3 separate regions of the Zea mays genome follow, and regions 2 and 3 are each linked to region 1. A link is a contact called in public Hi-C data. All regions are on one chromosome and are shown on one strand. The core of a region is the stretch at or near the end of the contact, and the rest is flanking DNA. Distances in the headings are between cores, read along the strand shown. Region 1 holds the start of LOC100384264 (Myosin heavy chain-related protein). Region 2 holds the start of LOC100284946 (catalytic/ protein phosphatase type 2C). Region 3 holds the start of LOC100194126 (cryptochrome2).

Region 1 (3,213 bases), core at 484-2,983:
TCCGTGTCAACGTAGTGGCTCTCGTCGATGTGGTCGAACTCGTCGTCCAAGTCCTCCGTCGCCGCGTCCGCCGCGGACTTGAGGTCGGCGATGTTGCTCAGGGACGCGAACACCCGATCCCTGGGGTTCAGGTTCCCCATCCGCGCGGACCGCGAGAAGCCAGTCGTCAGCTTACCCGGCTCGCCGATCGAGTACGTCCGCCGGCTGCTCGGCGTCCGTGGCTTGTCAGGCATCCACCGCTGCGACGCCGACCGCGGCGTTCCCTTCTTGCTGCTGCCATTCGGAAGGCGCTGATCGAGGCCGTAGCCCGGCGCGGGGGCGGTCTTGGCGGACGACGCGGGCGTGTTGCACGCCGTCGTTGTGGTGGCGGCGAGGAGGCTGTTGAGCTCCCTGAGGCTACCCTGCGCCGCGGCCTCGCTGACCCTGACGCACTCGTACTCCTGGCGGAGGCTCTGCAGCGCGCCGTCCTTGTCGGCGACGGCGGCGCTGAGGCGCGCGTTCTCGGCCCTGGCGAGCTCCAGCGAGTCCCTGGCGGCGCTGGCCTCGGCCACGGCCTGCTTGAGGATGTCCCGCAGGCGCGCGTTCTCGTCGCGGACGACGCGCTGCGACTCCACCAGCCTGGTGTTCTCCTGCCGCGCCCGGCTCGCGTCGCCCTCGGACGCGCGCACGCAGTCGAGGAGCACGCGCTCCTTGTCGCCCCAGGCCGCCGCGCACTCGTCGGCCTCGAGCCTGTAGCGGTCGCGCTCGTCGGACGCGCCGCGCAGCGCCGCGCGCAGCCGCCCGGCCTCGGCGTTGGCGGCCTCCAGCTCGGCCTGCGCCTCGGAGAGCCAGGCCTTGACCTGCCTGGCCTCCGCGGTCACGTCCGAGAGCGCGGCGGAGAGGTCGTCCAGCGCCTTGCGGCTCCTCTCCTCGCCCTGCACCGCCGCCCGGAGCTCCGCGCGCAGGACCATGATCTCCTCGTCCGCGCCGCCGAACATGAGGTCCCTGACGCTCCTCTGCTCCAGCACGCCGCCGCGCCGGGCTGACGCGAGGCTCTTGCTCGCCTGCTGCTGCAGCGTGGCCATCTCCAGCTTGGCCTCCTCGAGCGATATCTTGGTCTGCTCCAGCTGCTTGGTCTGGTATATCAGCGACTCCAGCATCTTGCGCTCCGACTGCTTGGACTTGCTCACCTCCCGCTCCAGAAGGTGCACCTTGTCCGCGACACCCTTGGCGCCGCCGTCCCGCCTCAGGTCCTCGAGGTCCCTCACGGTCCGGGCCTTCTCCTCCCGCTCCCTCCGGAGCTCCTCCTCCAGCTGCGCCACCCGCTGCTGCATCGCGCCCACGCCGCGCCGCCTCTGCCGAACAGGAAACCAAGAGCCGCCGCCGTTAGAAAAAAACAAACTGTAATGTCCTTAATATATACCGGCGCCCCTGATCGGTCTTGACTCCGTTCCAAAGGCGTTCGGCTTCGTGCGTAACGTAGCGTGGGAGATGGCAACAAAAGGCGGTGGTGTGCAGTACCTCCGGGGACAGGGACGCCTTGGAGCCGCCGCCGGCGGATGAGCGGCTGCGCTGGAGGCGAGGGGACAGCTCGCGGTCCCTGGAGACGGACGAGGCGGTGGCGGCACCCCTGAGGCCTGAGCCCGGCCTCGAAGGAGATCCGATCTGCGAGGTGGATGGCGGATCCCAGTTGAGGAAACCGTATCGCCGGACTAAATAGTCAAACAATAAAAGAACGCACATGGAGGCCACTGTCACAGGGAGTGGCAACGGAGAGATCAGCCGGGGAAGAAGGATCTATAGCCAAGGAAGGTGCGTGGGCGGGCGAGTGAATTCTCACCTCGGGTCGGGCACGAGGCGGCCGGCGCGGACTCCGAGGCCAGGAAAAGAAACCCGTGTCAGAGGGGAACGTAAAAGAAGAAGGCCTGGCGGGCCACCGCCGAGGACGGGGTCGGGGACTCGGGGGTGCTGTACTGCTGTGGTCGTGGTCGTCGTCGTGGAAGGGCAGGGGCGCAGCCGCGCAGGGCGAAGGTGAAGCCACGCCGTGGGCAGGGCTTTTTGGAATGCAAGGATTTTAGATTTTACAATCGGTTTATTTTTATAGGAAAGACGAAATATTTCGCCTCAGATACGTATATATATTAAAAAACAAACGGAGTCCGGTTTACATGTATGTATTGTGTGCGTCGTCGCGGGCGAGGGCCCGCAAAAGGCGGGTGCGTTTGGAGCCTGGCGGGCGGCAGGCGTGGACACTGGATAGCGGACACGGCGTGTGACATGGGGTCAACGGCGGTGGTTTTGCCCGGTATTCTTTGATCGGGCACGGGGGCGGGGGCTGGAGCTGGAGCTGGAGCTGGGGGTGGCCGTCTGTCGCGCCGGCGCGGGAGGGCCTCCCTCCCTTCTGCGTGCCGCCGTTTGGTGGGGCGCGGGCTGCGGGAAAATTCTGTTGAAGCTGCGGCCACGTGATGACCACGTGAGAGCGGTTGATCGTTGAATGGGGTAGGCAGGTCTAAGTTTTTTCTTTTTCAGCGCGTCGTTAGTATACACGGACCTTTCTCTTGAACCAGTCAATCAGATGACGACGCTTCTGCTGGTAGTTTCATAAATATTTTTTCAGCGTTACAAGAACTCCTTACCCTTGACGAGGAGTATAGTATTTTAGATAGTGGTGATGGGAAGTTGAGATCTCAGTTGACTATAACCCTATCATGTATATAGAAGATGACCTTATACCACTAAAATGTAAATCTAAGACGTCCCCACGTTAAAATAGATCAAAACCAATTTACAATATAAGGGTTTTTTCGGTTATTTGCAATCCATATAAATTGGAGGGGATTGATACGAATTGGAGGAGCTTTTGACTTACTAGGGATTGAAACCCCATCAATCCCCCTCAATCAATATGGATTGGGTAGAACCGAATATGGCCTAAATCGGTTGCCTAGCTAACGAAAAAATCGGCTAAACCGAGTTTCTAGAGGATGGGCACCTGTGGACTGTGGTCGACTTGGTTGGCTGTAGGAGGATGGCCTGCTCGGACTTGAAGGCCATCCTGTTTAGCCTATCGGACTTGAAGGCCGTCCTATTTAGCATATCTCCGATAAATTTCTTATCTTATACTCTATTTTATCTTTTAATTCAAACTTCATCCTATAAATAGTATTATATACTTATGCTCTATTTTATCTTCTAATTCAAACTTTATTCTATAAATAATATTATATAGTGCGT
Region 2 (2,918 bases), core at 200-2,699, 350 kb before region 1:
TAATAGCTTGCTATAAACCAAACCAGTCACAGACAGGCAGCAATCTGCCGAAGTTTTTTTCAGAACAAAGAAAACACCTTTAAAAAAGCAGTTCTCTGCCTCAGAAACTTCAACAAAAAAAAGTATTAAATATTTCACCAAAAACAGAAAAAAATAAAAGCACGTTAGCTGTTTTCCAATAAAGAAACCTTTTTTTGGCTACCAACTGCATAAACTAGATGGAAAACTTTGGAGTGAGTGAAAAGGCAAAGAGCAACCTCAGCACCACCGACAACATTTAGCCTTCCAACTTCACCTCCGCATTCGGTTACACGTCCAACCCTACAAATCAAAAACTAACAAGTCAGAAAAGCCCAACGTGTAACCAGCTGTAGAACAACAGTGCACGGTAAGAAAGAAGTCTTACTCCTCTTCATTAGCGTCAAAGCGGTGGTCAGCCGACAAATAGTAGATGGATCCCGCAGCATCAAGGACACAACGTGAGTCACCAACGGACGCAACAGTTACAACGGAGCCATCAATTATGGCAAGTGTCACGGTTGTCCCCGAGGAATGAGCTGAAAAAAAAATGTACACGGGACAGGCCAACAAGGATCAGCACCATCAAACCATTTACACGGTCAATTTGAAACAATCCCCACCTAACGCCTGGCCATAGAGATGCCAGGATGGCAATAGATGTGCCGGTACTCTACTCAACTAGTAGTACATGCGCGGTACTTGCTAGTAGTTGGTAGTGACAAGTGAGGGTAGCAATCAATTTAGTTCCATGAATCGAAGGAATTTCAGTTACCTTTAGTTTGAAAATCCTTGTCGGTCTTGACGAACCCGGCGACGAGCGCCCTTGGGAGCGCGGCGAGCCAGTCGTCCCTGCTCAGATCGGCCGGGACGCAGCCGAGCACGTTGGCGAGGAGGTGCTCCTCGGCGTACACCGCTGCGGCGCTCCCGTTATGCCCGTCGAACAGCTGCAAGAGCGAACGAGACCAAGCACCGGCGAGGCGCCCTGTCAGCACGAACCCGGAGCATAGTAGCAGACTAGCATTGGGACGCGTAAGGTAAGACGGGTCCGGGTCCAGGGAGGTGGGCAGCGCTTACGGCGAAGGCGGAGAAGGAGGTGGACGGCGCGCCGGGGCGTCGCTCGCAGGCGGGCTTGAGCAGCGCGAAGTCCTCGCCCTTCTTCGCCCGGCAGGCCTGCCCCGCCGCGACCGAGGGCCGCTCGCCGCCTCCCAACGCGGCCCGCTCCGCCGACGCCTCCCGCCGCAGAAAGTCCCCGAGCGCCACGCTCCCGGCCCGCCTGATCCTCCCGCTCCGCGACGCCGACATCCTTAATCACAGCCAGATCCCGGCGGCGGCGGCGGCTGTAGCAGATCGGGCGAGCATCGCCCCTCCCTCGCCTTGGCCTTGCTGGCGCTAGCGCGCTGGTCTAGTCTGCTCGGGGGAGCACGAGCACGAGGCGCGCACTAGCCTTTTCCGCCCGCTCGCTGCCTCGCCTTTTGGGGTGGTGGGGAGGGGGGATTGCTCGGCTGGCCGGGGACCCCGCTGCCCGCTCGGCGCGTTGCGGTTGCTTTGCGGGACGAGGGAGGGAGCGGCGGAGCGGGGGCAAGCGAGCGACCTGTCACATGGGGCGCTCGGTACAGGACGCGCAAATCCAGCCCGCTCCCACGCGCGCCGGCCCCTCGCCCTACGAAATGAAATCCCGAAAAGCGGCAGGAGGGAGCGCGCGGCCGCGTGCGTTTTTAACTCCGGGACGCGGCAAGCGGGTGGGCGTGGGTCTGGGTCAGGTGGGGGAAGAGCGAGTTGATCGGGTGTTCGCGTGGTGGCACCTGGCCGGGGGCAGTGGAAGCACCGGTCGTCCAGGTCTTCGGCAGTGTCCTGTAGCTGTACATCAGCAAGAATTTTCTGCAGCATGTGGCTGTGAAAGCATTACTGTCCTACGAACGAGGCAGGATCGGTCGATCGGATGTGCATTTAGATTCCCGGAACCATTTTTTCCCCGAAGTCCAGCGATAGGGTTGGTGTGGTCCTTCTCCACTGGCCGATGCACGGATAATGGGGATAACTAACATGGCATCCGCAAAACCCGCGGTGGAGCCCAGAATTTTTAAACTGTGCATTTTTAACATAAAAATATGCACCAAATTAATTATAGGTGATATAAGATAAGGATAAGTGCAAATGGTTTTTATTGTCGTTTATTTAGAAAGATAATTCATGATAGTTTGTTCTTATACTTTTCTAACCTCTATTGTCATCTACATATAAACACATAGATTTTGTGTTCAGCTGAGCCAGGGATGGTCGCCTACTCGCCTGCCGCCTGGCAGTATACTGAGACTCGTCGTTCCGTTGCTTAACAGTCAGTTGCTTACAAGTATACAGAAGTCGGATCCACATGATTACAAGTATATTAGTTACATAATTTTATCTAGTCCAGTATGATAAAATTTTAGGTTAATCAAAGCTACAGATTCTGAACAAACTCACTTTTACTATCAAAACAAAGTTGATCAATTCTCGTTAAACTCTGTCACATGTCTTATTCCATTAATATGTCAAAATTTGTAAGTCTGACTAGCATGATTCTAGCCGGGTTAGTTGCGTATTTTTACTTTGTTTAGTCCGATAAAATTCCAGGTCGAACGAAGTTACAGATTTTGAACAATCTCGTTTCTACTAACAAAAATAAAGTTGATTGATTATCGTTATATTCGGTCACAGATGTCTTGTTTCTCGTTAATATATCAAGATCCGAAAGTTCGATTATTCCAGTTGCGTTAGCTGAGTTGTTTTAGTATCTAGTTTAGTATGATAGTATATCTGATCAACAATCTTGCCTTAGTAGTAAAACATAGTCATCTCTAGTTTTGTGAAAAAAAAATGAATTGATTTGATTTTGTAGTTAGGAGGAGATGTGTTGT
Region 3 (3,186 bases), core at 82-2,581, 450 kb after region 1:
GAGCAGCAGCGCTAGCTCTCGTGCTTTTCCGGGCACTAGGACGAGGACGAGGACGAGGTGACAGGACAGCGTCGCGTCCGTTGGACGTGCGTGCCACCCATGAACGATCATGCGTTAAGATAGGTTCTCTTATCATCATCTACAGACGATCGACCACAGCGAATATATATATTCGTCGTCACGAGGATCTGGATGCAAAGGCAGGCATTAGGCCAGGCCAGCCATGCGTAGCCGGGCTCCATCATCCAAGTTTCCCAAGCCTTTTTTAGATCAGTACTACAGGTCAAGCATGCACAAGTGCACAGCGCTGTCAGGAAAGGAAAGGAAAGAAAAGGGGGGCCCCCGACGCGCCTCACGTCCATGCGCCGCCCATCCAGGAACTGCTTTGCATATAGAGCTTATCCGGTAGGACTATATATGTTGCGTTTTATCATTAATCATGTACTTTGATTTATATCTAACGTAACGTAGGAGCAGAATTGCTCACTGAGATACGAACACGCGCGGCTCTATATATCTCCAAAATATAGTGTGACAATAATTAGAGATTCTAACTAAAAAGAAACAGTTGGATGGCAATAAAAAGGTTAATATGGAGAGAATCTTTTAGATTATTATTGATGTGAAGAGACTCTTGGAGAGTTGGAGTTGCTCCATTGATAAACTAGAACGTGAAAGCTCGATTATTAATCCATTGTTAGGCGATGTGTGGTCCCTACAACGGTACAATAAAAAGGGTTTGAACCAACCAAGAAGACATTTTTTTTCTGGATAAAGCTTGCCTTTTTGCATTAGATAAGACGGACTCTTTTTTGCCAGCATTATTAGAGAAGACGTCGAACATTCGCACCAAAGGAAAATGGCAAAGGCTAGGATACTTGTTTGGAGAGGAGAGAGAGAGAGAGGAGAGAGAGAGAGAGAGATAGCTGTGTTACTTTGATCACAGTGGGCAGAAAAAGGCACTCACAGCATTTTTTTGCTAAAAATAATCAAACGTGCCGCTCCAAACTTTACGGGATGCCTTTTGCTTTGAGAAATTTAATCCTTGCTTTTTTTTTTGGTTTTTGTAGCCCTGTTTTGTTCTTAAAGTGAAGTTATCTTATCTCAATGAAAGCAAAGCCTAGTATTTCACGGGAAAGCCGATAAGTAGAGAATTCCACTATTAACAAACCATTTTGATTTCTCCCCCTTTAATTTTCTCTGTCGGAATAATAATGCTATTGTAATACAGAGTAGGGAATATTATATAGAGGGAAACGGTGAGGGCCAGGGAGGCAAATGGACAAGGAGAAAAGTTAGATCAAACCTAGCCAAGCAATCCTGATATCCACAGCCTCTTTCTCCACTGGACGAGAACTGTCCCAGCAGAAACCAGAAGCACCAACTGCAAACATCAGAGAAGAGAAGAGTAGGGGGGAAATTACTACTCTACGACTCGTGCGCCCACTCCTCCACTGTTCTTGGGAATCTCGGGGGAGAAGAGGAAGAAAGCAGTGGGTCTCAGCGCACCACTCATTATTCCTGGCTCCATGGCTTCCTGACGTCCCTGTGCGGCGGGGACCCGGCGATGAGGATCGTGGTGTGGTTCCGGAGGGACCTCAGGGTGGAGGACAACCCGGCGCTCGCGGCGGCGGCGCGTGCCGGTGGGGAGGTGGTGCCGGCGTACGTCTGGTCGCCAGAGGAGGAGGGCCCTTACTACCCCGGCCGCGTATCCCGGTGGTGGATCAGCCAGAGCCTGAACCACCTGGACGCCTCGCTCCGCCGCCTTGGGGCGGGAAAGCTTGTCACGCGGAGGTCGGCCGACGCCGCCGTCGCGCTGCTCCAGCTGGTCCGCGACACCGGCGCCACGCACGTCTACTTCAATCATCTATACGGTTTGTTCCATGCTTCCACCCAGTAGGAAATATTCTTCCTCTCATATTGTTATTGATTTCTTTTTATATTGTTATCACTCAGCGATTGTATCCAGGATTCCCCTCCTTGGTACACAATTATCGAACTTGGCTTCACTAGATAAAACAAATCAATTGCAGTTTCTTTCTTTTTTGTTTCACTATTCATCTGAATTGTTCCATGTCGAGCAGATCTTTATATTATTGAGGTTGTGCTTGATATATTAGAACTCGTAACTCCACATGTCAACTGCTTCCCAGTTGAGCAAGAGCCCTGGTCTCAAGCCTTGAGTCTTGATAAACCTCCACTTGCCAACTGAGTAAAATCCCAGCATTTCGCCGTCTCCTTAACTCACAAAAGTTCTTTGCTTCCCTAGTCCATCCCATTGAGGTATGCCAAGTTCCACATATAGTAGTTCTGTAGTGCTTTAGTTTTCACTCCACTAATTGCTTGGCCTGGTACTAAGAGAAGATGCTTTAGGCCTTTGAGTCCATCTCATCTTACTGTGTCACCATCTTTTCAGACCCGATCTCACTGGTCAGGGACCGCCGGTTGAAGGAGATGCTGGCGGCTGAGGGCATCGTTGTGCAATCTTTCAATTCGGATCTGCTGTACGAGCCATGGGAAGTTGTCGATGATGAAGGGCAGCCATTCACCATGTTCGACCCGTTCTGGAACAGGTGCCTCAGCATGCCGTATGACCCCCCTGCACCGCTTCTGCCCCCGAAGAGGATCAATTCAGGTGCTTGAAGGACTATGAGTTTAAATTTTTCTAGCTTCTACTTGTACAGATAGCTTACTGACGACACATTGTGCTTCTGCTACAAGATGATGTTGAATTAGCTCTTTAGTTGATTGGCTGGCTGGAATTATGAACAGGTGACTTATCGATGTGCCCATCGGAGGATCTGATCTTTGAGGACGAGTCAGAGAGGGGAAGCAACGCTCTTCTGGCCCGAGCGTGGACGCCAGGGTGGCAGAACGCAGACAAGGCGCTGACGGCCTTCCTCAACGGCCCACTGGCCGACTACTCAGTGAACCGCAAGAAGGCCGATAGCGCGAGCACGTCCCTGCTGTCGCCTCACCTGCACTTCGGCGAGCTTAGCGTGCGCAAGGTCTTCCACCTAGTTCGCATGAAGCAGCTCGTGTGGAGCAACGAGGGCAACCACGCTGCCGAGGAGAGCTGCACCCTGTTCCTCCGTTCCATCGGCCTGCGGGAGTACTCCCGGTACCTGAGCTTCAATCACCCGAGCAGCCATGAGAGGCCCCTCCTGGCGCACCTCAGGTTCTTCC

What was found. A called contact is a pair of places that touch in the nucleus more often than the background predicts.
Region 2: a contact with region 1 is called in a Hi-C map of leaf mesophyll, with 3 times the contacts expected there. The contact joins the promoter of LOC100284946 here to the promoter of LOC100384264 in region 1. A contact is called at or near these places in 2 of 25 Hi-C or Micro-C datasets (ear and leaf mesophyll).
Region 3: a Hi-C map of tassel shows a contact between it and region 1, with 3 times the contacts expected there. The contact joins the promoter of LOC100194126 here to the promoter of LOC100384264 in region 1. A contact is called at or near these places in 10 of 25 Hi-C or Micro-C datasets (bundle sheath, ear, endosperm and 4 more).

The regions. Positions count from the first base shown.
Region 1 is chr2:45,837,075-45,840,287 of Zm-B73-REFERENCE-NAM-5.0, reverse strand. It overlaps LOC100384264 (Myosin heavy chain-related protein), which reads right to left and starts at 1,733. Exons shown (of 2, transcript NM_001176829.1): 1 at 1,501-1,733; 2 at 1-1,334. The coding sequence starts at 1,722.
Region 2 is chr2:46,186,491-46,189,408 of Zm-B73-REFERENCE-NAM-5.0, reverse strand. LOC100284946 (catalytic/ protein phosphatase type 2C) reads right to left here and starts at 1,449. Exons shown (of 9, transcript NM_001157841.2): 1 at 1,096-1,449; 2 at 794-965; 3 at 407-557; 4 at 258-321. The coding sequence starts at 1,323.
Region 3 is chr2:45,387,085-45,390,270 of Zm-B73-REFERENCE-NAM-5.0, reverse strand. It overlaps LOC100194126 (cryptochrome2), which reads left to right and starts at 1,331. Exons shown (of 5, transcript NM_001359400.1): 1 at 1,331-1,874; 2 at 2,417-2,635; 3 at 2,773-3,186. The coding sequence starts at 1,568.